5 separate regions of the Mus musculus genome follow, and all the other regions are linked to region 5. The links are chromatin contacts, called in public HiChIP or PLAC-seq and promoter capture Hi-C maps. All regions are on one chromosome and are shown on one strand. The core of a region is the stretch at or near the end of the contact, and the rest is flanking DNA. Distances in the headings are between cores, read along the strand shown.

The links. Promoter capture Hi-C pulls out the DNA fragments that hold promoters and counts their contacts. HiChIP or PLAC-seq counts read pairs in DNA pulled down with a chosen protein or histone mark.
Region 1: a contact with region 5 is called in an H3K27ac HiChIP or PLAC-seq map of epiblast stem cells, with 4 times the contacts expected there. The contact joins the enhancer-like site here to the promoter of Ccdc194 in region 5. A contact is called at or near these places in 4 of 39 promoter capture datasets (cranial neural crest, embryonic stem cells, frontonasal cranial neural crest and 1 more), 3 of 484 Hi-C or Micro-C datasets (the C2C12 cell line, the G1E-ER4 cell line and regulatory T cells) and 9 of 115 datasets of contacts at active chromatin or transcription factors (bone marrow-derived macrophages, craniofacial prominence, embryonic stem cells and 6 more).
Region 2: a contact with region 5 is called in an H3K27ac HiChIP or PLAC-seq map of embryonic stem cells, with 3 times the contacts expected there. The contact joins the promoter of Ifi30 here to the promoter of Ccdc194 in region 5. A contact is called at or near these places in 6 of 39 promoter capture datasets (cranial neural crest, embryonic stem cells, hippocampal neurons and 2 more), 1 of 15 datasets of contacts at CTCF or cohesin (embryonic stem cells), 2 of 484 Hi-C or Micro-C datasets (B cells and embryonic stem cells) and 7 of 115 datasets of contacts at active chromatin or transcription factors (SST interneurons, astrocytes, bone marrow-derived dendritic cells and 4 more).
Region 3: a promoter capture Hi-C map of stem cell-derived epiblast-like cells shows a contact between it and region 5, with 2.9 times the contacts expected there. The contact joins the enhancer-like site here to the promoter of Ccdc194 in region 5. A contact is called at or near these places in 7 of 39 promoter capture datasets (cranial neural crest, embryonic stem cells, liver and 3 more), 1 of 15 datasets of contacts at CTCF or cohesin (embryonic stem cells), 1 of 484 Hi-C or Micro-C datasets (embryonic stem cells) and 10 of 115 datasets of contacts at active chromatin or transcription factors (the SCID.adh cell line, acute myeloid leukemia, astrocytes and 7 more).
Region 4: an H3K27ac HiChIP or PLAC-seq map of embryonic stem cells shows a contact between it and region 5, with 3 times the contacts expected there. The contact joins the promoter of Hsh2d here to the promoter of Ccdc194 in region 5.

Annotation. Positions count from the first base shown.
Region 1 is chr8:70,908,959-70,913,505 of GRCm38.p6, forward strand. Map1s (microtubule-associated protein 1S) reads left to right here. Exons shown (of 7, transcript NM_173013.3): 2 at 1,987-2,091; 3 at 2,888-2,970; 4 at 3,555-3,695; 5 at 3,948-4,547. Among named protein-coding and RNA genes, the nearest start is that of Map1s, 5.3 kb to the left of the region's middle. Within about 2 kb of position 2,438, at least 35 of the 459 cell types and tissues checked have an H3K27ac peak or open chromatin away from gene starts, as enhancers often do. A contact at or near this core is called in bone marrow-derived macrophages and epiblast stem cells, where this site is marked.
Region 2 is chr8:70,764,957-70,769,752 of GRCm38.p6, forward strand. Ifi30 (interferon gamma inducible protein 30) reads right to left here and starts at 1,707. Exons shown (of 8, transcript NM_023065.3): 1 at 1,553-1,707; 2 at 1-146. The coding sequence starts at 1,675. 6330537M06Rik (a long non-coding RNA gene) reads left to right here. Exons shown (of 2, transcript XR_003947402.1): 2 at 969-2,619. Pik3r2 (phosphoinositide-3-kinase regulatory subunit 2) reads right to left here. Exons shown (of 16, transcript NM_008841.3): 13 at 4,633-4,796; 14 at 4,392-4,463; 15 at 4,106-4,276; 16 at 3,220-3,941. The coding sequence ends at 3,734.
Region 3 is chr8:70,866,992-70,871,324 of GRCm38.p6, forward strand. Ccdc124 (coiled-coil domain containing 124) reads right to left here. Exons shown (of 5, transcript NM_026964.3): 2 at 2,914-3,083; 3 at 1,942-2,116; 4 at 1,746-1,860; 5 at 1,236-1,654. The coding sequence starts at 3,072. The coding sequence ends at 1,450. Among named protein-coding and RNA genes, the nearest start is that of Ccdc124, 4.3 kb to the right of the region's middle. Within about 2 kb of position 2,685, at least 43 of the 459 cell types and tissues checked have an H3K27ac peak or open chromatin away from gene starts, as enhancers often do. A contact at or near this core is called in bone marrow-derived macrophages, embryonic stem cells, forebrain and 1 more, where this site is marked.
Region 4 is chr8:72,187,944-72,192,540 of GRCm38.p6, forward strand. It overlaps Hsh2d (hematopoietic SH2 domain containing), which reads left to right and starts at 1,725. Exons shown (of 6, transcript NM_197944.1): 1 at 1,725-1,744.
Region 5 is chr8:71,523,256-71,528,211 of GRCm38.p6, forward strand. It overlaps Ccdc194 (coiled-coil domain containing 194), which reads right to left and starts at 2,470. Exons shown (of 4, transcript NM_001370849.1): 1 at 2,130-2,470. The coding sequence starts at 2,456. It also overlaps the pseudogene Gm7850.

The DNA of each region.
Region 1 (4,547 bases), core at 1,188-3,687, 610 kb before region 5:
TGTACCCTCAGTCCCTGCTCGCTCTGGCCCAAAGATTTATTTATTATTACATGTAAGTACATTGTAGCTGTCTTCAGACACACCAGAAGAGGGTGTCAGATCTCATTACAGGTGGTTGTGAGCCACCATGTGGTTGCTGGGATTTGAACTCAGGACATTCGCAAGAGCAATCAGTTTTCTTACTCGCTGATCCATTTCGCCAGCCTCCTCCCCCCCCTTTTTCTTTATTTTATTTTATTTTTTTTTGAGACGGTTTCTTTGTGTAGCCTTGGCCGTCCTCTGTCCTGGAACTCACTCTGTAGATCAGTCTGGTCTTGAACTTATAAATCCATCTGCCTCTGCCTTCCAAGTGCTGGGATTAAAGGCGTGCGCCACCACCGCCCATCGAGGAACTGTATTAAAGGCTCACAGCAAGCATTAGGAAGGTTGATAACCACTGGCTTAGAGTGATGCCTGACTTAGAGTCTGAAGGAGGGGGACGCAGTTAGAGACTCTGCACACTGGTGAAAGGTACATGGGGTCCTTCTCAGGTGGGAGTAGCCTAAGAGAGCCAGGTGTGCGATCTCAGCACTTTGGGAAGTTTGAGGCAAGAGGTCTGTTGTGCAAACCAGTTTGTGTTAGTGTGAGACTGATACCCCAAATTCAGTGACTAAGATGGCTGTGACTCTCATGAAAGCTCAACTTGGCAGTGTGTGCCTGTAATCCCACAGGAGATGTGGAGACAGGGTAACCCTGGGCGCTCACTGGGAGCCAGCCCACCCAGTTGATGACCTGAAGATTTACTAAGGAACTCTGTCCCTGAATGTAAGATCCAAAACAGTTGAGGAGGGCATTGAGTGTTGACCTTTGGCCTCCATGTGGTACACACACACAGTTCAATACATGTGCGTGCTCACACATAGAGATGCTGTTTGGAGCCTCTGGCAGGCCCCTGTAGGTGAATCACAGAAAAGACCTTTGGGATTTTGGAGCAAAGCTCTACAGACAACTATTCTCCCTTTGAAAAACAGCTCTTGGCCGGCTATTGGGCCTTAGTGGAAACTGAACGTTTGACAATAGGACACCAAGTTACTATGCGACCTGAACTACCCATCATGAGCTGGGTACTATCAGACCCTGCAAGTCATAAAGTGGGACGCGCGCAGCAGCAGTCTATTATCAAATGGAAGTGGTATATACGTGATCGGGCCAGAGCAGGTCCTGAAGGCACAAGCAAGTTACATGAAGAAGTTGCTCAAATGCCTATGGTTTCTACTCCTGTTACAATGCCATCTGCTGCCAAGCATACGCCTATAGCCTCATGGGGTGTTCCCTATGATCAACTGACCGAAGAGGAGAAGACTAGAGCCTGGTTTACTGATGGCTCTGCACGTTATGCAGGCACCACCCAGAAGTGGACAGCTGCAGCATTACAACCCCTTTCTGAGACAACCTTGAAAGACACAGGTGAAGGGAAATCTTCACAGTGGGCAGAACTTCGGGCAGTACACATGGTATTACAGTTTGTTTGTAAGAAGAAGTGGCCAGATGTACGATTATTCACTGACTCATGGGCTGTAGCCAATGGATTGGCTGGATGGTCAGGGACTTGGAAAGATCACAATTGGAAAATTGGTGAGAAAGACATCTGGGGAAGAAGTATGTGGATAGATCTCTCCAAATGGGCAAAGGATGTGAAGATATTTGTGTCCCATGTAAATGCTCACCAAAAGGTGACTTCAGCAGAGGAGGAGTACATAGGTGTGCACATGCATACATGTGCATACAGAAAAATCTCCCAAAAGTTGAGGATTCTAATAGAGCAGAGATGTGAAGCGGATGGCCAGACAGGGACTGGTCATCTTGTTGGTCAGGCCTCAAGTCAGAGATGCTGAGGCTTCCCTGAGCCCCTTGACTGTGCCTTCCCAGGAGCTAAGCCACGGGAGCCAAGCAGACAGAAGGGAGGGAGGGCGCTGGCACTCAGCTTTTGTCTCCTGCTGCCTGCAGGTGTTCGCTCCTGGGAGGATGTGGACCCCGCTGTCTGCAGCCTGGATGAGCAGCTCAAGGCCTTCGTGTCCCGGCATTCAGCCACCTTCTCCAGCATTGTGAAAGGTGACCTGCCCCACTCTGCCTCCCTTAGTTCTCCTGCTCCTCTCTGGGTGCTGAGCTGCTGAGTGGCAGCTGTATGCCGGGCGTGGGGTGAGGCAGTGCTAAGGCCTGCACAGAGGTACCTCTGGCCTGTGGATGCTGCCTTGGTTTTGGACAGTAGAAGAAAGTCATATGCTCTGTCCCTAACTTACAGAAGGGTGTAGTGACTTTAGGGAGGGGCCCTCAGGGCTGAGAACCAATAGGGAAGCAGAGATGGGGTGCAGGGCGATTTCCTTGGGATCCTGGGGTGGCCAGAGCAGCCCTTTCATGGGTATTGCTTGTAGCTCGTCCCTGCCCAGTGGGTTGAGTCACCACCTACAGCTGCAGGAGGGGAAGGAAGTGTCCCTTTGGGTCGTAGTGGCTTCCTGACCCCTGATCCATTGGAGAAAAAGCTGGAAGTGACCTACTGTGTGACCACAGCCCTCTGGACGCCCCTTCTGGGTAGTCACATTTCTCTGGCCTGGTCTTGCAGGGGAGGGCTGAAGCTGCTGTCTGCCATGTAGAGCCTCCTGTGTGTCCTCCTGGCTTAGGTGCTGAGCTGTGCTGGTGCTGATACGCAGTCTAGCACCCCTGGCTGATCATCTGTGTTGTCCCTGCTTGAGGCCCAGGGCACCCATGGGCTTCTTCCATTTTCTTTCCTGTTTGCTCTCAGCTGGGGCACCCTGCTGTGGGTTCTGCAGCTTCAGTACCTGAGGGTCCCCTGGTGGTAGGATTTGGGATTAGGCAGCCTGAGCCGGGGCCTGGGCTTGTCATCCCACAGGGCAGCGGAGCCTGCACCACCGTGGAGAGACCTTGGAGACGCTGGTCCTGCTGAACCCCTCAGACAAGTCCCTGTGTGATGAGGTAGGAGCAGGGCCCTGTGCTGTCCTCACTCCTGACCCAGCATATGTGCTTGACACTTCTGCACCTACTTCCTCTTGTAGACTTGGGGCAGGAAGGCTGGTCATGGAATGCACTGATGAGCTGGAGGCAGGTGGGAGGAACCCATGGAACCCAATGTCCTGGCTTAGCCTCTACCTGGCCCAGGCAGGAGCTGCCCTGGGTGGTAGGAGTCTTGCTTTTGGCCAGCCTGCACCTTCCTCCCAGTCTAAGACAGCTCTGGGACTCTCTGATGCATGTCACAAATTGATCTGGGAATGTTGTCACAGGCCTGTTGTCCCAGCAGGAGGAGGCAGAAGCAGGTAGGTGAGGGCTAGCCTGTGCCTAAAGAAAGATGGAGAAAGGGCTAGGTGGGTCTTCACAGGAGTCTCACGGTGAAGGAGCCCTGCTTGGCAGGCAGATGCCAGCTGGCCTCAGGGAAGGGGAGGGCTGTGGTAGGCACACCTGCTGGTTCTGCTTTCCTTCAGCCTCTCAGTTGCCTCTGACAATGAGTTCAAAGCTGGGGCCTGGTCCAGTGCCACTCACGGGGCTGCCCACCTTACCCACAGCTCCGGAACCTCCTGATGGACCCCGCCCCTCACAAGCTGCTGGTCCTGGCCGGGCCCTGCCTGGAGGAGACTGGGGAACTGCTGTTGCAGACTGGGGGGTTCTCGGCCCACCACTTCCTGCAGGTGCTGGGGGACAAAGAGGTAAGTGGTTCCCATGACCCTTCCGCCCTTTCCCAAGCCTGTGCTCTAGGGTGAGAGAAGGGCTCCGAAGCCTATCATCCACTGCACAGTGCAGTGAGTGGGGAGGGTACACTGAACGGGGCCGTGGGCTAGGAAGGCAACTCCACCAGAGACCCTGGTAGGTAGGCCCGGGGTGACAAGTGGCGGCTGGTGGGGGTTAGAGGAAGTGGTGTCTAGTCTTCATGTCCAGGTGGTCCTGTGCTTGCCCCACAGGTCCAGGATGCACTGGCCTCAGCACCAGCTGCCCCAGCCCTCACTGTGTCCTGTCCAACCTTTGGGGACTGGGCACTGTTGGGCCCTGTGCCCGGGCTGCAGCTGCGACTAAATCCGCCCGCGCAGCTGCCGGCCTCAGAGGGCCTTCGTGCCTTCCTGGAGTATGTGGCTGAGTCGCTGGAGCCGCCATCGCCCTTCGAGTTGTTGGAGCCACCGGCTGCGGGCGGCTTTCTGCGCTTAGCAAGGCCCTGTTGCTATGTGTTCCCGGGTGGCTTGGGAGACGCCGCCTTCTTCGCTGTCAACGGCTTTACAGTGCTGGTGAATGGTGGCTCCAACCCCAAGTCGAGCTTCTGGAAGCTGGTGCGCCACCTGGATCGCGTGGACGCTGTCCTTGTGACCCACGCGGGTGCTGACAGCTTGCCGGGCCTCAACAGCCTGCTGCGCCGCAAGCTGGCAGAGCGCGAAGCAGCCGCAGGACCACAGGGACAGCATGAGGAGCGGCTACGTCGCCTGCTGTCGCCTGCGCTGGGTGTGGTGTTCCTGAATGCTCGTGAGGCTGCTTCTCGGTTGCGTGGGGGCGAAGACGAGGCTGTGTGTGCT
Region 2 (4,796 bases), core at 457-2,956, 760 kb before region 5:
ATTTCCATCACCATCAGCCAGGTTGGGAACAAATCCCGGACGAGGAAGTAGCGACAAGCTCCACACAGGGACTCATAATACAGGCTGACTCTGACAGGTGGTGAAGGGGGCAATGGGCGTGGCCCCAAGAGGCACACATCGTGGGCCTGAAAGGAAGAGAGGTGTCTGGTGAGGTATGGCCCCGGTCACCCCTGAAGAGGGCAGCCCTATGCCAAGACCCTTATAGTTCGTTCAGCCTTGTGGCACTGGGGACTAAAGGTTTCTTTGCACGTGTTGGGGGAGCAGTCTCCCAGTGAGCCACATCCCGGGCCCTCTGAGGGTTTTTTTGGGGGGGGGGTTTAGAGACAGGGTTTCTCTGTGTAGCCCTGGCTGTCCTGGTACTCACTTTGTAGACCAGGCTAGCCTCGAACTCAGAAATCTGCCTGCCTCTGCCTCCCAATTGCTGGGACTAAAGGCGTGCGCCACCACCGCCAGGCTTTTTTTTCCCCCTCTGAGGTTTTCGAGACTCTAGATCCTGTTCCGCAATCACAGTTTATCTACAAAACGGAACCTGACAGGCTCTCAAACAGTAGGTGCTCAGCGAATGCACAATCTTTAACTATATTCAGGAAGTGCTAAGACAACACTAGCACCCGGGAGGCAGAGGAAGAGTTCCAGGCCAGCCTGCTGTACATAGTGAGTTCCAGGACAGTCAGCCCTACACTGAGACTCTGTCCCCTCCATTAACAAAACAGAAAACCAAACCAAATCAAAATAAAGTAAAATAAAGTAAAAGAAAAAAAAAAGATATGCATATTTCTAGTTGCTGCTCTCTCGCTCAGCTTTGTCTGTTCAGAGATGCACACTCTGAAGCCAAATACATGCTCTCTCGCTTGATCTCTCTCCGTCCCTCCTCCCTCCCCACCTCTGTAATTTTGCGCATCACAGCGATGCCTTTCACCCACGAAGACTCTATTCTTCCTCTCCAGGGACCCAGGGAAACTTCACCCAGTCTGATGCCCGACTAGACACAGAAGGTGCCTGATGCGTGCAGAGACTTCCGGTCCCCGGGGAGGGCGGGCCGAGTCTGAGCAAGGATCTAGGCGTGCGGGGCATGTGTTTGCTCCAGGTCAGAAGCACGCTAGCCCCCTCTCTTCTTCGGCTGGAACGCACACCGTAAGCGACAAGAATTGTGTGAGGGTGGAGACCAGACAGTGATTCAACAGGTCTGGAGCAGAACACCCCCCCTCACACACATACACACACCCCGTGCGCGTGCCCATCCCTCAGCTCTTCACTCAGACATATCCGGTAGGTGGTTGATAAATGCTCAGGCAAGGCGGGCAGGGGATAGCTGCATTTTTCAGACCTGAGATGGGGAAGAGAAAGGACGTGGACACGGTACTCAGAGTTCAGGGACTGGATTAGGGGTGGCGGCCCTGGGCGTGACAGCTTTCCCTGAAGACATTGGAGTTCCCCAAAACGAGTTCACGGAATAAGTGCAGAGAAGTCCCTAAGCTGACAGACTGGCGGGCATCTGACCCTGGGCCCCTTCCTGCGTTGCGGTCCCTACCTTGCAGGTGGTTGTGCCTTCGGAGGATGCTTGCGAAAGGGACGCAGTGGCTGCTCTGGGAACCTCGAGTGGGAACAGCAGAAGCAGAAGGGACAAAAATGGTAGGATCGGAGACCAGGACATGGCTGCGGAGGAAAAAGCTGGCAGGACTGCTTGGTCAGGCCAGGAAGGCGGGAGACTTTAAGCAAGTGGAGGCCCCACCCACTAAGTCCACGCCCCATCCAGGCTCCTTCTAACCCTGGGACTCCTTTCCTGAAGGCTCCGCCCCAGCCAGGTGCTGGTCCCAAATCACGAGGCCACAAGACTCTGTCCAGCCTCCAGTCCTCCGCGGCTAGCATGTCTGGTCACGTGAAGTTTTTGGATCAGGCATGGGAAGGGGGACTCCAGACAGTGACGACCAGACCGAGGGACAGGAGGCTCATGTTCTTCCCCAGAGCCCAGCGGAGGTGGGGGAGTGACACATTCTCATCACTAATTCTTACTGCCATGACTCCAGGTCACAGCAAGCCAGCCCCGCCCGCCCGGCACATCCCCCCACCTCCGCTGATTCAGGCCACAGCAAAGAAGCTAGCTTAGGCAGGGCAACTTCCCATCTCTGGTTCTGGGCCCTGGCTTGGGTTGAGGACATAGCTGAGGTACTTGCTTCCAGCAACTGAGTGTGAGACTGGAGATGTGCCTGGACTCCAGACACTGTCCTTTTCCATCAGCTGCGGTTTCCCAGTCTGTGAAATGGGGTGCTAGTGACACATGACTGTGGATAGAGTCGCCAGGAAAGGATCATGCTGTGAGAGCCTCTGCACCAAGTCAGTTTGAGAATTGAACCCTGGGTCCCTGGAGCAGTGACAGGCCACAGAACAGCAGCACCAGCAGGAAAAGTTCCAGCTCCAAGCGTGAGAAAACCGGGTTTTCTGTGTAGGAGACAGCAAGCTAGAGGGGATGGCGATTTGGGATGGCTACATGCTGAGTTCTGTTCTAACCAAGTCTTGATTCCAACCCTCACCCCTCTGCAAGCTGGGCAGAGACCACCCCTGAGGCCACGAGTACGGATAACATTTGTTTTCTCTTTTGTTGATTTGTCTCCCCAGCTAATAAGCTTGTGATTGTGCCTCAGCTTCCCAGGCTCTGGGGTCACAAGGTGCTGTTTGTCTTAGGTCACTTGCAGGATGCAGCATGGACCAAGGCCAACTGAACCCATAGGGTAGTGGGTCAGGGACGGGTTCTGTCCGTTACTGTCCTAGCTGAGCCTAAACGCGCTGGAGGGGGAATGGGAGCACTTGGCAAAGTACTCATGGGCTTAAGTCTTGATGTGTTCCTACCCTAGTGCAGGACTTTTGCTAATGAGCACAGATCCTGGGGTCTGGTCAGCAAGTGTGCAGAGGGCCAGAGCTTGGTCTCCCCTCACAAATCAGGGAGACTAGGGACAGGCGACACCCGCCTGGGTGGCTGGGAGGTTGTTGCCTTTCTTCCTGATGAGGAAGTTAAGGACGACATGGGCGTCACAGCTTGTGTCTGTCCGAGCACCCTGGAGCTGGGGCAGCAGAAGAGGGGCTGTTCTTGGGTTTAGGGTCCCTGGCAGGCCAGGACATGGGTATGGGGCATGGCCACTGGCAGGACAAAGTCTGTCGTTCGCAACAGGGTTTAGGAATTCCAGTCCCCAAAGACACTCAGCCAACAGGTACAATGTTTCATATTCGTATCAATAAATGTACCGTACAAAACCTGCTGCCCATCCGCCCTGGGCAGGTATGGGGTCCAGGGAGCAGGGACACACCCAGGGCCCTTGTCCCAAAGGGGAGGCGATTGCACAGTCTGGAGAACAGCGCAGGGCCTGGGCGAGGGCCAGAGTTTGTATTTTGCCCGCCAGAGTGGGGAAGATTCTCGGCAGCTGCGGGGTAACCCCCTGTGACTGGTTTCACTTCGACCTTAAGAGGGGAAGTTGGGGTCCGCGGGGCGGGTCCCGCCCGGCCCCGAGTGTCCAGGCCTGAGTTCCTGGAAACCACCTAGCGCGGTTCCTTTCTAACCCCGGGGATATGGCTTGAAGAACTCAGGGCGCCCAGGCCAGTGGCCCCACAGCCTCTGTAAACATGGCAGGCGCAGCGGGAGGGATGGCCTCCTGCGCGTGTTCACCAGGGGAGGGGATCTGGAGACAGACATGGACAGGGAGGCAGGCGAGGTGGGCGCTCAGCGTGCTGCAGACGGTGGGCCAGGCCCGGGGGCACGCACAGGGTGTGCGAGGGTGACGGTAAGTGCGTCATTGTGCTGCACGAGTGATGCGTGCTGGTAGTGCAGCACCAGCTCCTTCAGGGACCCGTACAGGTTATAGGGCTCTGCGAAGCCGAAGCCGGTGGCTGTGCGGTAGATGACACAGTGCTTCGTGTCGCCGTCCACCCTGCGTGGCCAAAAGAGCTGCTCAGAGAAGAAGCCATGCCTGCCTCTCCCCCTCTTCACTGCCAAGCTCAACAGAGCCTAGCACACAATGGAAATGGGTGCTCAATGCACACAATGGATTCGCAACACAAATGACTCAACCCCAACCCATAGCCCAGCACTCACACCACGGAGCATGCGTAACAGCCCCGCTGGCTGCTCTCCCGGATGAGGAAGGTCCCGTCTCGTTTGCCACTCAGCATCTCCTCCGCCTGTGTGCGGTTGATCTTGCCCACGTACCACGTGCGCTCCTCGTGGTGGGGGAGGGCGTCCTCATCCTCCATCAGTGAATACTGGCTGTGGGGTGAAGCAGGAGAGGAGCCACTGCCTGGAGAGCTCTCATCCTCCACCACCAACGCGAGTACCCCCTCCCTTTATGAAGTCCTTTTGCCCCTTGCAGCACATCACTCACTCCTCAGTCTCGTTCTTGATTCCCAGCCATTCGTTGATCTTCCTCTGTCGGGCACCTTTCTGGGTGAGCCACCTGACAAGGGAGAGGTAAGTGAGCAATGCCTGGGAAACCGAGGTAAACCAGAGTGGGTTCCAAGTGCAGTATCTCTGGCGGCCCAAAGGGGCGCTCAGAACGTGGTTTACCCAGCACAGCAGTGATGCGCACGAGCGCCCCCTGGTGAGCAGGAGAGGGTGCGACTCACACGAGGTACTGGTCCCTGATCTTGCGCAGCTGCATGAGGTCAGGTTTGAGGCTGTTCATGCGCTTGTCGATCTCACGGTTGTCGGAGGCCTGCGCCCGCAGATCCTGCTCCAACTTCGTGCGGCTTTCGTGTATCTCCGCGATGCGAGACTTGAGTCGCTCGGA
Region 3 (4,333 bases), core at 1,435-3,934, 660 kb before region 5:
GGTCTTTTGCAGGGATACCAGGCACCCCCTGTTCCCAGGGCTGCCTCTTGGTGCGCTGCAGGACTTGTTCGGTTTAGTAGGCTTTTCTCCCCACGAGGCCTTTAAGACCATGTAGCCACCATAGAGCAAAGGGTGACCAGGAACTCCTGACTCTGCCTGGAGGCCTGGGGTGGCAGGCACGCGCCCCGTGCCCAGGTTAGGAATTTTTGACTTTCCAGTTGTGGGGCTGGAGTCACTCTACTAATCTGATGTATCTTGCTATACTTCCAGCCACATCCAGCATCAGTGTGTCACTCCCTTGGCATCAATGGCCCGTCCCTCTTGATTAGGTATAGGACTCTTTCACATTCTTCAAAGGCCCACTCCATGAAACTTATCCCTTCATCCCAGCCCCAGCCCTTGGGAGCAGGGGACACCTGCATCATTCCTGGTACAAGAAAAACGTCATGTGTGTCAGGTGTCAGTATTTTAGGACTTGATAAATCCCCACCCCCACGCCTACCCTTGTGCCTTAATTTCCCCATGACAGGCCTTTTTTTTTTTTTTTTTTTTTTTTTTTGGTTTCGAGACACGGTTTCTCTGTATAGCCCTGGCTGTCCTGGAACTACTCTGTAGACCAGGCTGGCCTCAAACTCAGAAATCCTCCTGCCTCTGCCTCCCGAGTGCTGGGGTTAAAGGTGTGCGCCACCACTGCACGGCGACAGGCCATCTTAATGTCCTATGATCAGGAGCAGAACATAAGTTCAGTGCCCGAGTCTGTTGAATACTAAGTTCTACATTCAGTACGTGCTGCTGATTGTCTGACCATTGCCTCTCAAAGGTGCTCACCAGCCATTTTCAGATGGGGACACTGCCAGGGTGCAAGCCAGCCGGCCTCACAATGTCATGCAGTTAGCGTTGCCCACAGGCTTATGGGTCTCTCTCCAGCTCCCTCTCAGCTCTTCAGTATTAATGCTGCTAGAAAAAGCAGCTCTGGGTTCAAAGCCTATACTCTTCTCCATCATGGCCAATGATCTTTACCAGACAGCCTCAGCCAGCCCCACACATTTGTGTTCCGTGTGTCAGCCTGGAGAAAACTGCCTTACACCTCAGGCTCAGGGTGGGCACCTGCAGCTCCACCGCTGCTGTGTGACTGACTTCAAGCCTCTCCAATCACCCTGCCCTATCCAGGGGGCGTGCAAGTCCAGCCCCTCCTGTCACCCTTGTGGGACCCACCACACATACAGACATGGGCCTCAGCCTCGCCACAGCCTTTATTGGGAGGGTACTCCACTGGGCTCTGCAGGGCTCACGGGGACTAGGATGTCAGAGCAGGGACCCTCTGGGTTGTTGAGGATGACCTATGGCGCAGCTGGGAGAATCCCAGGCCCGGAACTCTATGAATCCCTGGTCAGGCCTGGCTGGAGGGGGATGAGCTGACTCAGACAAGCTGGACTCAGCCTGGTTCTGTCACTTGGGCGCATTAAAGGGCAGGGCGCGCTGGTTCATCGGGTTGTCAGGGGAGCGCAACCACTCCTTCTTCAGCAGCTGCTTCAGTTGCGACAGCCGCATGTTGGGGTTCTCCTGCTTCAACCGTGGCAGTTGCACCTCCTCAAACGCGGTGAAGGCCGCTCGCATCCGGCGCTCAGGATGCCGGTCAGCTTCCTCAGCCACACTGCAAGTCAAGGAGTCAGGACCCAGACCTAAGTCCCGCCCCAACAAACTCTCCTCTTCAGGGCCCCGCCCACACAGCCCGCCCCGCCCACCTGAGCACTGCGATGGCGTCCTCCACAGTGCGCGCCTCCACGCTGCCCTCTTCCTGCAGGCGCCGGTTAAGGTTCTCTTCCAGTGGCAGCTCTAGGTGGCTCTTAGCCTTTTCCACTGTGGGTGACAGGGACAGAATATGAGAACGAGGCGTTGGCGCGAAGCCCTCGGGGGATTTGCCCCAGGCCACATGCACACCTGGCTCTGCCCGCTGCTCTCTCCGCAGCGAGTCCTCGATCTGTGCACGTGTGACCTTGGCGGGCGCCACACGTGGGGCCTTGCCGCCTTTGAGCCGTGAGTCTTCCTCCTCCAGCAGGCGCTGCGTCTCCTTCTTGCGCTCCAGCTGCTCCAGGCGTCGCTTCTCCTTCTCCTCCTGCAGGGGCAACAGGGGAAGGCTATGTAGACAGAAGCTGCCTGGGTGCCCAGGGTGGAACCCAAGAGGGCGCTGCTCCCTCCTTCCCTATCCCCCCAGGGCACCCTTGTACAAAAGGACCTGGGCAGCTAAAGTGCTTCACAAGGGTATTTCCATGTGCCTTTACCCCAAAGGCAGAGAGGAATGCCTATCTGGGGTCAAAATCAAAGGTGTTTGAAGGCAGCATCTTCCGGAGGCTCCTTTGCCTCAGCGCTATCTCGCTACATGGCTTTTGAATAGCACCCTGCCCTGTGGAATTCCTCCACTAGCTCTGAACATCCCACTCCCACTCTGTCTTCTGGGGACAGAGGGTCTGGGCAGGGTCGTGCACCAGGACAGCTCATCCCAAAAGAAGGTCATCAGTACTGAGAAAGACACACAGAATTCTGATCATGGTGCGAACCTGGAGTACCACCAAGCTGCAGGGGGAGCTGAGGCAGGTGGAGAGGCTGAGCCCGGGTGTTCCAGGCCAGCCTGGGTGATAGAAACAGAACAATGACCAACCCCCTGGATAGCAGGGCGAGGCCTGCTGTGGAGACAGGGTCTCTGTTGCCACCTAGTGGGCAGACACGTCAGCACCAAGCCCGAACCACTCCAGTACCAAGTAGGCACCTGGGGCTGGCTCAAGACAGGCCTCGGTCAGGAATGTCACAATAAGGTTGGAGACAAACACAGACCCACTTCAGCTAGCTTCTGAGTATGCATCCCTCCATGGCTACCTCGAGCCACCTTTCAACACCGAAGCCCATGCCGCCCACCTTGCGTTGCTCCTTCCGCATCACGTGTTTGTCCTCATCCTTCCAGTAAGCATCTTCCAGCTCCTTCTGTTTCTTGGCATCAGCGGCCGCCTTGGCTTCAGCCCTCCGTGCTCGGGCAGCTGCCGACTTGCTGTTCTCGCCCTGGAACTTCTTGGGCATCCCTCAGCAGGCTGCAGGAAGGACACCGTGGAGGGGCTGGACTGTGACTAGGACCCACCCATCTCCAAGACTTTACAGACTGCTTGCAAAAGCGATTTTTTAAAAAACAGGGTCTCATTATGTAGAGCAGGCTGGCCTGACATGATCCTGTCTGACCCTTGGACGCTATTAGGATAGCAAGGAGCAGCGAGTCCCTCAAGTCAGCATTTCCTCTCATTTTATTAACATATATAACAACTCTGTACCCACAAAACGTAGGCAGGGCCTCCACAGGGCGGAGGGAGCTCCACCTGAACCTCCACACTGGAGGACAGGGGCTCTAGCCCTGAGCCATGTCCTCACCCCTCCCTGGTGATTCTAGGAAGGGGCTCTACTGTTGTGTTTCTTCTGAGGCTTTTGAACAATTTTTTAAAAAAGATTTATTGCTGGGCGGTGGTGGCACACGCCTTTAATCCCAGCATTGGGAGGCAGAGGCAGGCGGGTTTCTGAGTTCAAGACCAGCCTGGTCTACAGAGTAAGTTCCAGGATAGCCAGGGTGTCTTGAAAAAATAATTAATTTTAAAAGATTTATTTATTTTATGTATGTGAGTACACTGTCGCTCTTCTCAGACACACCAGAAGAGGGCACCGGGTGCCATTGCAGATGGTTGTGAGCCACCATGTGGTTGATGGGAACTGAACTCAGGACCTTGTGCTCTTAACCACTGAGCCATCTCTCCAGCCTACTGAAATAATTTTTTTAAAACTATAATTACAACGTTGTGCAAAGACCAACACTGCGTACTCCAGAAGACTCCAATCCTATCAGCTGTCACTTCCGTTCCTTGCTCCAGCTCCTGAGCTACTTCCCCTCTGCCTGTCCCTGGAGGTATTTCCGGTTAACAGACTATTCACCATGTGGAATTCTGTCTGGCTGCTGTCACTCAGCACTGGGTTTTGTGTCGTGTCAGAGCCTCTGGTGGCATATGTTGTATGGAGCATATCTAACCGTCCACCAAGGTATGGGCTTTTACAAGTCACAGTGTACTGGAACCCTGCAAGGTGGGTGATGGCTGTTGGGGTGTCCTATTTTAGACTGTGTAGATGGGGGACACTCTGTGGCCTGTGAGCCTACACTGGACCCCACCAGATGAAAGGACACACAGCCAATGTGCCTGGAAGAGACATTGTAGTAGACTGACTCCACGGTAGGCCCCCAGAACCTCAACTGTGGGGTGCTCAGGCATCCCCAGGGTAAGTGACCAAACTGAGGAGTCTGGCC
Region 4 (4,597 bases), core at 475-2,974, 660 kb after region 5:
GCTCATGTTCTCCAAGACTGAGTCACATACACAAGAGAACCCCACAGGACCAGCCCTGCGCAACAAAGTGTGAGGAGGATTGGAGAGGTCAAGTGAGTTCTATGAAGTTGGCCCCGCCAGTGAAAGCACATCTCATCCTGAGTCTAGGCAAAAGTCAATGAATTAAGTCACAATAACTTGCCCAGATGTGCTGACTCAGCTGAACCCTTGGGCCCTTAAGTGGGTCTATCATCAGAGCCTACACTGGTTTCCTCCACTGTTGGACCTTTGCAGCCCAGAAACTCCCAAGCCTATGCCACCCTGGAGAGGAGCAGGGGTCAGAGAGGCACCAACTCTATCCTAGAAAGTGTTCATTCCAAAGACCCAGGATAGGTGGAAATGCACTGGGTGCAGAGGCAAGACGGAAATGCACTGGGTGCAGAGGCAAGAAGGGGTGGGCCAGGAAGCTTACAGCCAAGTCAGCTATGCCTGTTAGGTACAGGGACACATCACCCAGGACCCAGAGTGTGCACATACATTGTAGTTCATTTTAAAATCAGAAGAAAAATCAGGCATGGACTGGGTCTGCAGCTCAGTTGGCAGGGTACTCACATATGGTGAAAGAACTCCTGGGTCCCATCCCAGTATCGCAGAAAATACAGACACCTCTATGATCCCAGCACCCAGGAGATAGAGACAGGAAGAGCAGAGATGCAACATCATCCTCAGTGTTCTGTGGATTCCAGGCCAGCCAGGATGCTGTGAGATCCTGTTTTAGAAAAATAAAAAACAGAAGGGAGAAAAAAACCAGAATAAGATAGATGGACTCTATGGTTTACTCCAGTTTGTTTTGTTTGTTTGTTTGTTTGCTTGCTTGCTTGCTTTCTTGCTTTGGTTTAGTTTGGATATTGAGTTTGAATGTCCCTATGTTAGCCCAGGCTAGCCTGGAACCCCAAATCCTCCTGCCTCAGGCTACTGAGTACTGCAACTACAGACCCAAGCCATCTTGCTTTGATGTTGGCCTAGAGGGCAACATGACTGTAGAATGATATTTCAAATGAGTTTTGCAAAGGAAGGTATGATAGGTGTTGTGTGTGCAGCAAGTCTGTCCTTTCATGTCTCCTTCATGTCTGGGGCATATGCAGTTCCCTGTCCTGTATATGCATACTGTTCCTGTATCCTGTCCCCCCCAAGCAGCCTCTCCTACTTGTTGCCTTTCACTCTCTGATTGCCATATGCCCATTTCCTGACCTATGACTACTTCAAGGTTGCTGTTAAGAGGCTGGGAATCTAGCTCAGTAGGTAGAGTGCTTGTAGCTCAGTAGGTAAAGTGATTGTAGCTCACTTAGCAAGCATGAAGCCCTGGGTTCCATCCCCAGCAATGCATAATCTTGGCATGATGGTAAACCCTGAGGTCGAGGCAAGAGTCTACTTCAGCACCCCAATTGGGGTGCATAAAGCTGTATCTCAAGGGGGAAAAAAACTAGAAGAATACCAATATTGGGAAGCAGGGCGGCAGCTGTCTCAGCGATTCCATAGAGTTGGTAGAGAGTAAGTACTGAGCAAGGCTTGGCAAGAACAACTCCAGCCTCAGACTCAAGCCTTGAGAGTTATTCTGGTCCCACCCTGTTCACCTGCTGGAGGAAACAGGAACTGACTGAGGCTCCTGGCCCTGCCCCTCTGACGTGTGGACCCTGAACCGAAACTTAAACTCCAGCTCAAGCCAGCTCAAGAGCCCTTCGGAACACAACCCAAGCTGTCCAAGGTATGCATCCTACATCCTGCACCCTGCATCCAGAATCCTGGCATCCCTGCATCCCAACATGCCCCAGCTTCAGAGGCTCTGGGACTTCAGCACTGGGTGTAGTGGTGCTAGAAGATGAGAGAAGGGTTTACCAGAGGAGGAAAGCATTGCAAGGGCTAAACTCTGGCATGGCTCTCCACACAAGTCATTGCAGCGCTTTGGAGGCCGAGGCAGGCTGTACACGTTTGAGGCTGGTTTCAGCTAGCTACATGGTGAGACCTGATTCATAGAAACCAAGTGTTCCAAGAAAACCACGAGGGGAAGGCAGAGAGAGGTAAAGCCCCTCCGGCCCCACGGGGTTTTACTGGAGCTGCCAGAGAAAGGAAGGAATTTAACTGAGAAGCTCCGGGAGAGGGTGGGACTGTGGCCAGGGTTTTGTTTGAGCAGGGGAGGCAGGGAAGCTGGCTGGAGGAAGGGACATTTGTATTGAGTCTTGAAAGACTTGTAGGAGTGTTCTGAAGTAGAAAGAGAATAAACATTGAGACCTTTCTGTGTAGCATGTAGCTGGGTTCAGCTGTACTTTAGAGACACGTGTATCTGCTTCATGATGGTGCTACACTCTGGGAGACATGTTGGTAGGTGATAGCCTGGACAGGATTGTCTGTTGCACTCCTGGAGGCCTAGACTCCAATGTGCTTGAACACGGTCAGAACTAGAGCACTGTGGCAAACATGTGCCTGTCTCTGCCTGTGAAGCACAGTGAATAATGAAATAAAAAGGGGAAGTAAACTGAAGTGGGTGGTGCACTCCAGAGGCAGAGGCAGAGGCAGGGGGATCTCTGAGTTCAAGGCCAGCCTGGTCTATAGAGCAAGTTCCCCGGACAGCCAGGGCTTTACAAAGAAAACCCGTCTTGAAAAAAAACAAAGACAAAAAAAAAAAAAAAAAAAAAGAAGAGAAAGGAGGCAGTGGGAGACCCTCCTAGGGACGTTGTCTAGTCACACTCGGCAAGGCAGCCAACCTTCATTCAAAGACTGTTTCAATCCATACAGTGAAGAGTAAGTGAGGAAGAGCCAGTGTCAGCTGCAGGCCTACACACACAGCTGCACACACACGTGTCTGTACACATGGTCACCCCCCCCATACACATTCAAAATTTTTAAATATTAGAATGAGGCTGGAGAGTCGGCAGTTAAGAGTGTACACTGCTCTTGCAGAGTTGCTGAGTTTAGTTCCCAGTGCCTGCATAAGCTTAATGGCCCCTGTAAATCTGGCTCCAGGGATCCAACGCCCTCTTCTGGCCTCCAGTAGTACCTGCATACACATGGCTATTACACTCACACACATTCTCACACACAGAGAGGCACACACATACACATAAATAAAAATTAAAATCTTTTTTGAAAACAAAAAGCAATTAAATAAATAAAAACCAGATATTAGGAGAAATTCAGGTTTTTGTTTTGTTTTGAGACTGGCCTAGAAACGTCTGACCCTTCTGTCTCCTTCTGTAAGTACTAAGATGGCAGATGTACACCACTACATCTGGCTTTTCTTTTTTTTTTAAGATTTATTTATTATTATATGTAAGTACACTGTAGCTGACTTCAGACATACCAGAAGAGGGTGTCAGATCTCATTATAGGTAGTTGTGAGCCACTATGTGGTTGCTAGGATTTGAACTCAGGACCTCTGGAAGAGCAGTCAGTGCTCTTAATCGCTGAGTCATCTCTCCAGCCTCTGGCTTTGCATTTTTAATTCAGGATCTCCCTGTGTATCCTTGGCCAGATTTGAACTCCTGGTAGTTCTGCCTCTACCTCCCAAGTGCCATTACAGGTATGTAGCCATAGCCTGGGGTATATTCCAGCACAGTGTAAACTGGACTTGGTAGAATAGCCCTGTCATCCCAGCACTTGGGAGGTGGAGGTGGGAAGATAAGGCCAGCCTGGAATAAACGAATCCACGGGGGGGGGGGGGGGGGAGAGAGAGAGAGGAGAAGAGAGGAAGAGAGAGAACAAACAAAGAGGATGCCTCCCACCTCTTTATATATTCATAGCTGTATAAACAATTTACGTGATGTACAATGCATTGATTATATATATATATATACATATATATTATATATATATTTATATAGTGTTCTATCCCAGCCATCCCCTTAATGATTCTTTTTTTTTTTTTTTTTTTGGTTTTTTGAGACAGGGTTACTCTGTGTAGCCCTGGCTGTCCTGGAACTCACTTTGTAGACCAGGCTGGCCTCGAACTCAGAAATCCGCCTGCCTCTGCCTCCCAAGTGCTGGGATTAAAGGCGTGCGCCACCACGCCCGGCCCCTTAATGATTCTTAATGGCAGAAGTTAAGTTAGTGACTTCATCACACAGCAACTGTGCAGGGTAGAATTTGAAACCAGACCATCTGCTTCTAATTCCAAACTCTTTGATACCTGCCACTGCAGGCCTTATCATGCAGAGTCCCTGGCCTAGAAAAGACAGAACTTGACAAAGATTGTCCACCTCTGTAGAACCCCTGCTGAGAGAGACTAGGAAGGCTAGAGGACAGGGATAGTGTGAGCTTGGTTATTAATGGATTCAATAAATGACTGTCCTCTGGGGGGCCACACCCTTGAGGGAATGTGTTTGTTTTCTGTGAGGTCAGCATCAGCCACCCTTTGTCAACAGACCCCTCCCTATTGGATCACCAATGTGCCAAAGGCATTCTCCAAAGTCCCAGAGCTGGAGGTAGAGACTGCAAAAATCAGGTCTAGGGACTGACTGAAAGTGACTGAGGAGCCATAGAGAAGATCTTTTAGCTGGTTTTCCTTCAATTTAAAACTTAATACTGGAGCCGGGCGTGGTGGTGTACACCTTTAATCCCAGCA
Region 5 (4,956 bases), core at 1,220-3,719:
CAGCGGCCACCAAAGAAATTAGATGTATAGGGGCTGGTGAGCTGGCTCAGTGGTTTAGAGCACCGACTGCTCTTCCAAAGGTCCCGAGTTCAAATCCCAGCAACCACATGGTGGCTCACAACCATCTGTAACAAAATCTGATTCTCTCTTCTGGAGTGTCTGAAGACACACTACAGTGTACTTACATATAATAAATAAATATTAATTAAAAAAAAGAAATTAGATGTATAAACTGTGACACAGAAAAGCACATAGCCATCGGGAGCCGCAGAACCCAGCGTTACTCTCGAGACAGCCAGTTCTCCCGTCTCGCAGTCATGGAGAGAGCCAGTCTGATCCAGAAGGCCAAGTTGGCTGAACAGGCCAAACGGTATGAAGACATGGCAGCTTTCATGAAGAGCACCGTGAAAAAAGGGCGAGGAGCTCTCCTGCGAGGAGCGAAACCTGCTTTCCATAGCCTACAAGAACGTGGTGGCCGGCCAGAGAGCGGCCTGGAGGGTCCTGTCCAGCTTCGAGCAGAAGAGCAATGAGGAGGGGTCAGAAGAGAAGGGCCCCGAGGTGAAAGAGTACCGGGAGAAGGTAGAGACCGAGCTCAGAGGTGTGTACGACACAGTGCTCGGCCTGCTGGACTCGCACCTCATCAAAGGGACTGGAGATGCAGAGAGCCGCGTCTTCTACCTGAAGATGAAGGGTGACTACTACCGCTACCTAGCCGAGGTGGCCACTGGCGATGACAAGAAGCGCATCATCGATTCTGCCCGGTCAGCCTACCAGGAGGCCATGGACATCAGCAAGAAGGAGATGCCGCCCACCAACCCCATCCGCCTGGGCCTCGCCCTGAACTTTTCAGTCTTTCACTACGAGATAGCCAACAGCCCCGAGGAGGCCATCTCGCTGGCCAAGACCACCTTCGACGAGGCCATGGCCGACCTGCACACCCTAAGTGAGGACTCCTACAAGGACAGCACCCTGATCATGCAGCTCCTGAGAGACAACCTGACGCTGTGGACAGCCGACAGTGCTGGGGAAGAGGGTGGTGAGGCTCCGGAGGAGCCCCAGAGCTGAAGCAGCCCACAACCGACCCGGCTCGCCTTGCCCTCCAGTCCCCAGCCTACAGAGAGGACTAAAACGGAGTGGGACTCTGCCCTTCCCAAACCCTGAATGTTCAGCCACACCTTGGAAGACTCCTTCGAAGGGGGCGCAGCTAAGCTGAAGCCACCAGGGCGGGGAATCCCACTCTTCGTGTAGCTGTCTGGTGGGTGTTCCCAACCTATCCCACCCCTGCTCTCTGCACCCCCTCCCCACTTCCTCCCCCTGAGCCTCCCTCGGGCACCTGTTGCTTCTGGATCCGAATAATCCAGGAGGCTCCCCACCCTGTGGCTGAGAACTGGACTGTGGCAAGGGCTGTGTGTGTGTGTGAGAGAGAGAGAGACTCTGTGTGTGTGTGTGTGTGTGTGTGTGTGTGTGTGTGTGTGTGTGTGTGTGTGTGTGGTGAGAGAGAGAGAGAGAGAGAATGAGAGGGAACACGTTTGCTGGGTGTGACCATGCTACCACTCAATAAAGTTGCCCTGTGACCAAAATAATAATAATAATAATAATTGTAAATCGCTATTTTTTTTGACATGTTTCAGTTTGTGATAGGACCTCCTGCAGCCCCAGACCTCTTTATGGTGCAGAGGAAGAGTTTGAACTCCTGATCCTGCTGCCTCTGCTAAGAGGACAGCAGAATGACATCATGAGTACTCCGAGTTGTGAGGCTGCGGAATCAAAAGGGTTAAGAGTCTGAGTGGATGACCCAGGAAAAGGGAGGTCCTGCTGGTACCACCCCAAGAGGCCAACTTTAGTCTCCTAATTACAGGTGACATAGTGTCTCTCTCTCAAAATAAGACTGATGGAACTTGGAGTGGGGGTGAGGCAGCAAAGAGAGATCCAGCACAGAATCTCACATAGCTCAAGGGCTTAGTGGATCAGAAGTTAGACTCCAAAAAGAACTGACATTATAGATGATAGGAGAAACTGAGGTGGTCCTGTACTTCCTCTCCGTCCGTTGGAGACCGGAGGACGCTGAGGCCCTAGAGATGGACAAGCAAGCTCTCTTTGTGGAACTTCTGGCTTCCCCCTGCCCCTACCTGGCTGTCTTTGCAGGCCTTGAGCGCAGCCTCCAACTCCCTCTTGTCGCCCTCTGCGCGCTGCAGCTGCCAGACCAGGTTCTCCTGGGCTTGCTCAGCTTCGGCCAGCCGTCGCCGCAGTTCTTCGACCTCGGGTGCCGAGTCTGGGGGCCGCACCGTGGCATTCATCTGCTCAGGTTCTGGACAACGGGGGCTCCGGGCCGTCGAGGCCGCCAGATTCCAGGCCACCAGGGCCCCTCCAGCCGCGGCGGCCGCCAGGAACACCGCAGCCCCGCACAGGGCCAGCAGTCGCCATGCGCGCCCCGGCTCCGGACCTGGCTCTGCCATCCCGCCGTAGCTCTGACCCCAGAAGGGCCACTCACACTTAATTGGCACCTTGGGGTTCCAAGGACACCCACGGTTCCGCCCCGTCCATCGGCGGCTTCTCGAGGGGTAGGGAAGGGCGCGCAGGAATCTCAATCTTCAGTCAGACTCTAGGAATGGTCTGGGGGACCTTTTACCAGACCCCTCCGAGCCCCAGGGTCCCCTGACCCCAGTGACTGGTGACAGTCAGGAGCCTATGGGGAAGAACTCCAAAAACCAAATCGAGTTAGGAAGATAGGGGTGGCAGGTGAGCTCATTCCGTTGATGAGGAAACTGAGACTGGGAGCTGGGAGGTAGCAAGGTCTCCACTGGCTGTGCTCGGTCTCATTCATTCCATGCAAGTGGGATACAAGGTTCTTTTAAAAAGTTGGGTTTTTTAAAACTGCATTTAATTTATTTTGTGTGTGACCAGGAGGAATTCGGGGTGGTGGGGGTGGGTGGTGGTTCTCCCTAGGTCAGAATACAACTTATCTTTCTTTCCGACTTGAGGGTCCTGGGACACCTTCAGTCATCAGATACTGAGAGCCCACCTTCATTTTACCGGAGTCTTCCCTGGCTGCCCCACATTCCAAGCTGAGCCTCTAAAAAACAAAGCCTCGAATCTTTGTTTCCTCCTGTATCCTGTGGCTACAGAGGCCCAGCACACAGGAGGAGGACTCATTCCTGAAAGAATGTGCACCTCATGTGTTAATGAAAAGGAAGTTGTGTGTGATAGCGCGTGCCTGGGGAAGGGGGAAGGGATGCAGTTAGAGACCAGCCGGGGCTATAGGAGTCTGCTGGAGGTTTAGCACTGATTAGAATATAAATAGGATGTGTTTACAGTAAGTGTACTCAAAGGCTTTAGGCCATGTGAGTGCCTCTGATCCCTGCACTCGGGTGGCAGAGGCAGGGGAATCTTGAGCCTAGTCTGAAAAGAGTAAAAACAAAATAAAAATATTAAGTTGCATAGAAATATGGAATTAGCCTGGGAGACTGCTAGAACAGGCAGCCCCAGCCAGCATGAACGGGGTTCCACCTCAGACCTCGAGGCTGAAGCAGGCGTTGCTTCCTGGGCCACCTGCTACTTCGGGCCTCCCTCGTGTCAGAAGGAGCCAATGTTTGAGAAAACACTGGGAGAATGATCCTGGTCACCGCCTGCAGATGGACCCGCTAGGAACGTCCCTCTACAGCTCAAAACACGCAACCCTGGCAGCTGCTTCTCAGTGACCTCCCTTGGTGAGGCCAGGGTTTCCCAGTCGTCAGTAAGAGAGTCACAGCCTTGTCCTCACAATGACAAAAAAGATGAGGGGAAGATAAAGAAGGGGGGGGCAAAAGAAAACTTGAAGGAAGGAAAAGGAAGGTGAGAAAGAAAATGAGAAATCAGGGCCAGGGAGGCGATGCCACACACCAGAGACACACAGCACAGCTTGCTTCCCGGAGGCCCCACCTCCAGCCTTCAACCACCAAGTGGAGCACAACTTTGAGGTTCAGGCCCAGGGTAAAAGTGGGAAGCAAAAATGAGAGTTTTCCCTCCAGAATAGGGCACAGGTTAGCAAGCGGCCATCATCAGCCACTTCAGTGCTGATGGGGTGGGGGTGGGGGTGGGGTGACCCATTGGGGATTTCCCAGGAATTCAAGAGCCAGGGGAGGCCTCTCTGACTGGTCAGCTGAGGCACCCACACAAGCCCAGTGTTTCCTCAGATCAGTGTGTGTGTGTGTGTGTGTGTGTGTGTGTGTGTGTGTGTGTGTGTGTGAGAGAGAGAGAGAGAGAGAGAGAGAGAGAGAGAGAGAGAGAGAGAAAGAGTCAACCATTGTGCAGTTGGCTTCCTAGTCCAGTTTCTCCTTAGTCTCCAGGGTCCCCAGTATGAAAGGGACAGAGTGAGTGATCTAAAAATAGCAAAAAAGTCTTACCCTTTCTCAAGCCAATAAGCCCTTGGAAGGAAAACTCCCCAGATAACAAACACCCAGAGAGGGGAGAGCAGGCTGTGGACAGAGAGGGGAGAGCAGGCTGTGAACATGTGTTACTTAGGAAGCAGGAATTCTGCCAAACACCTGCAAGGGAAGAAGGCCCGGCCCCCACCAGAATTTTCCCTCTGTGAGGCCTGATCCCCTACTTGTACCATTCTAAAGTTCAGCACAAGAAATCTGCGAGTATATTAGGCTAACTTACAGAGCAATGGGGGAATGATCTGACGCAGGGGAAGTGGGGACCCATCCAGCATAGATAGTGACCCTTCCCAACCCCTCTTCTATGAGAAAAAGTCAGCAGCCAACAAGCCAGCTGTGATGACACTTTGCAAACAGACACAGCTGAACCCATGAAGATGGCATGGTATGTCATCCTCAGAGGACAGACTGGCCTTGTCTTAGTCAGGGTTTCTATTCCTGCACAAAACATCATGACTAAGAAGCAAGTCGGGGAGGAGAGGGTTAATTCAGCTTACTCTTCCACATTGCTGTTCAAAGGAAGTCAGGACTGGAACTC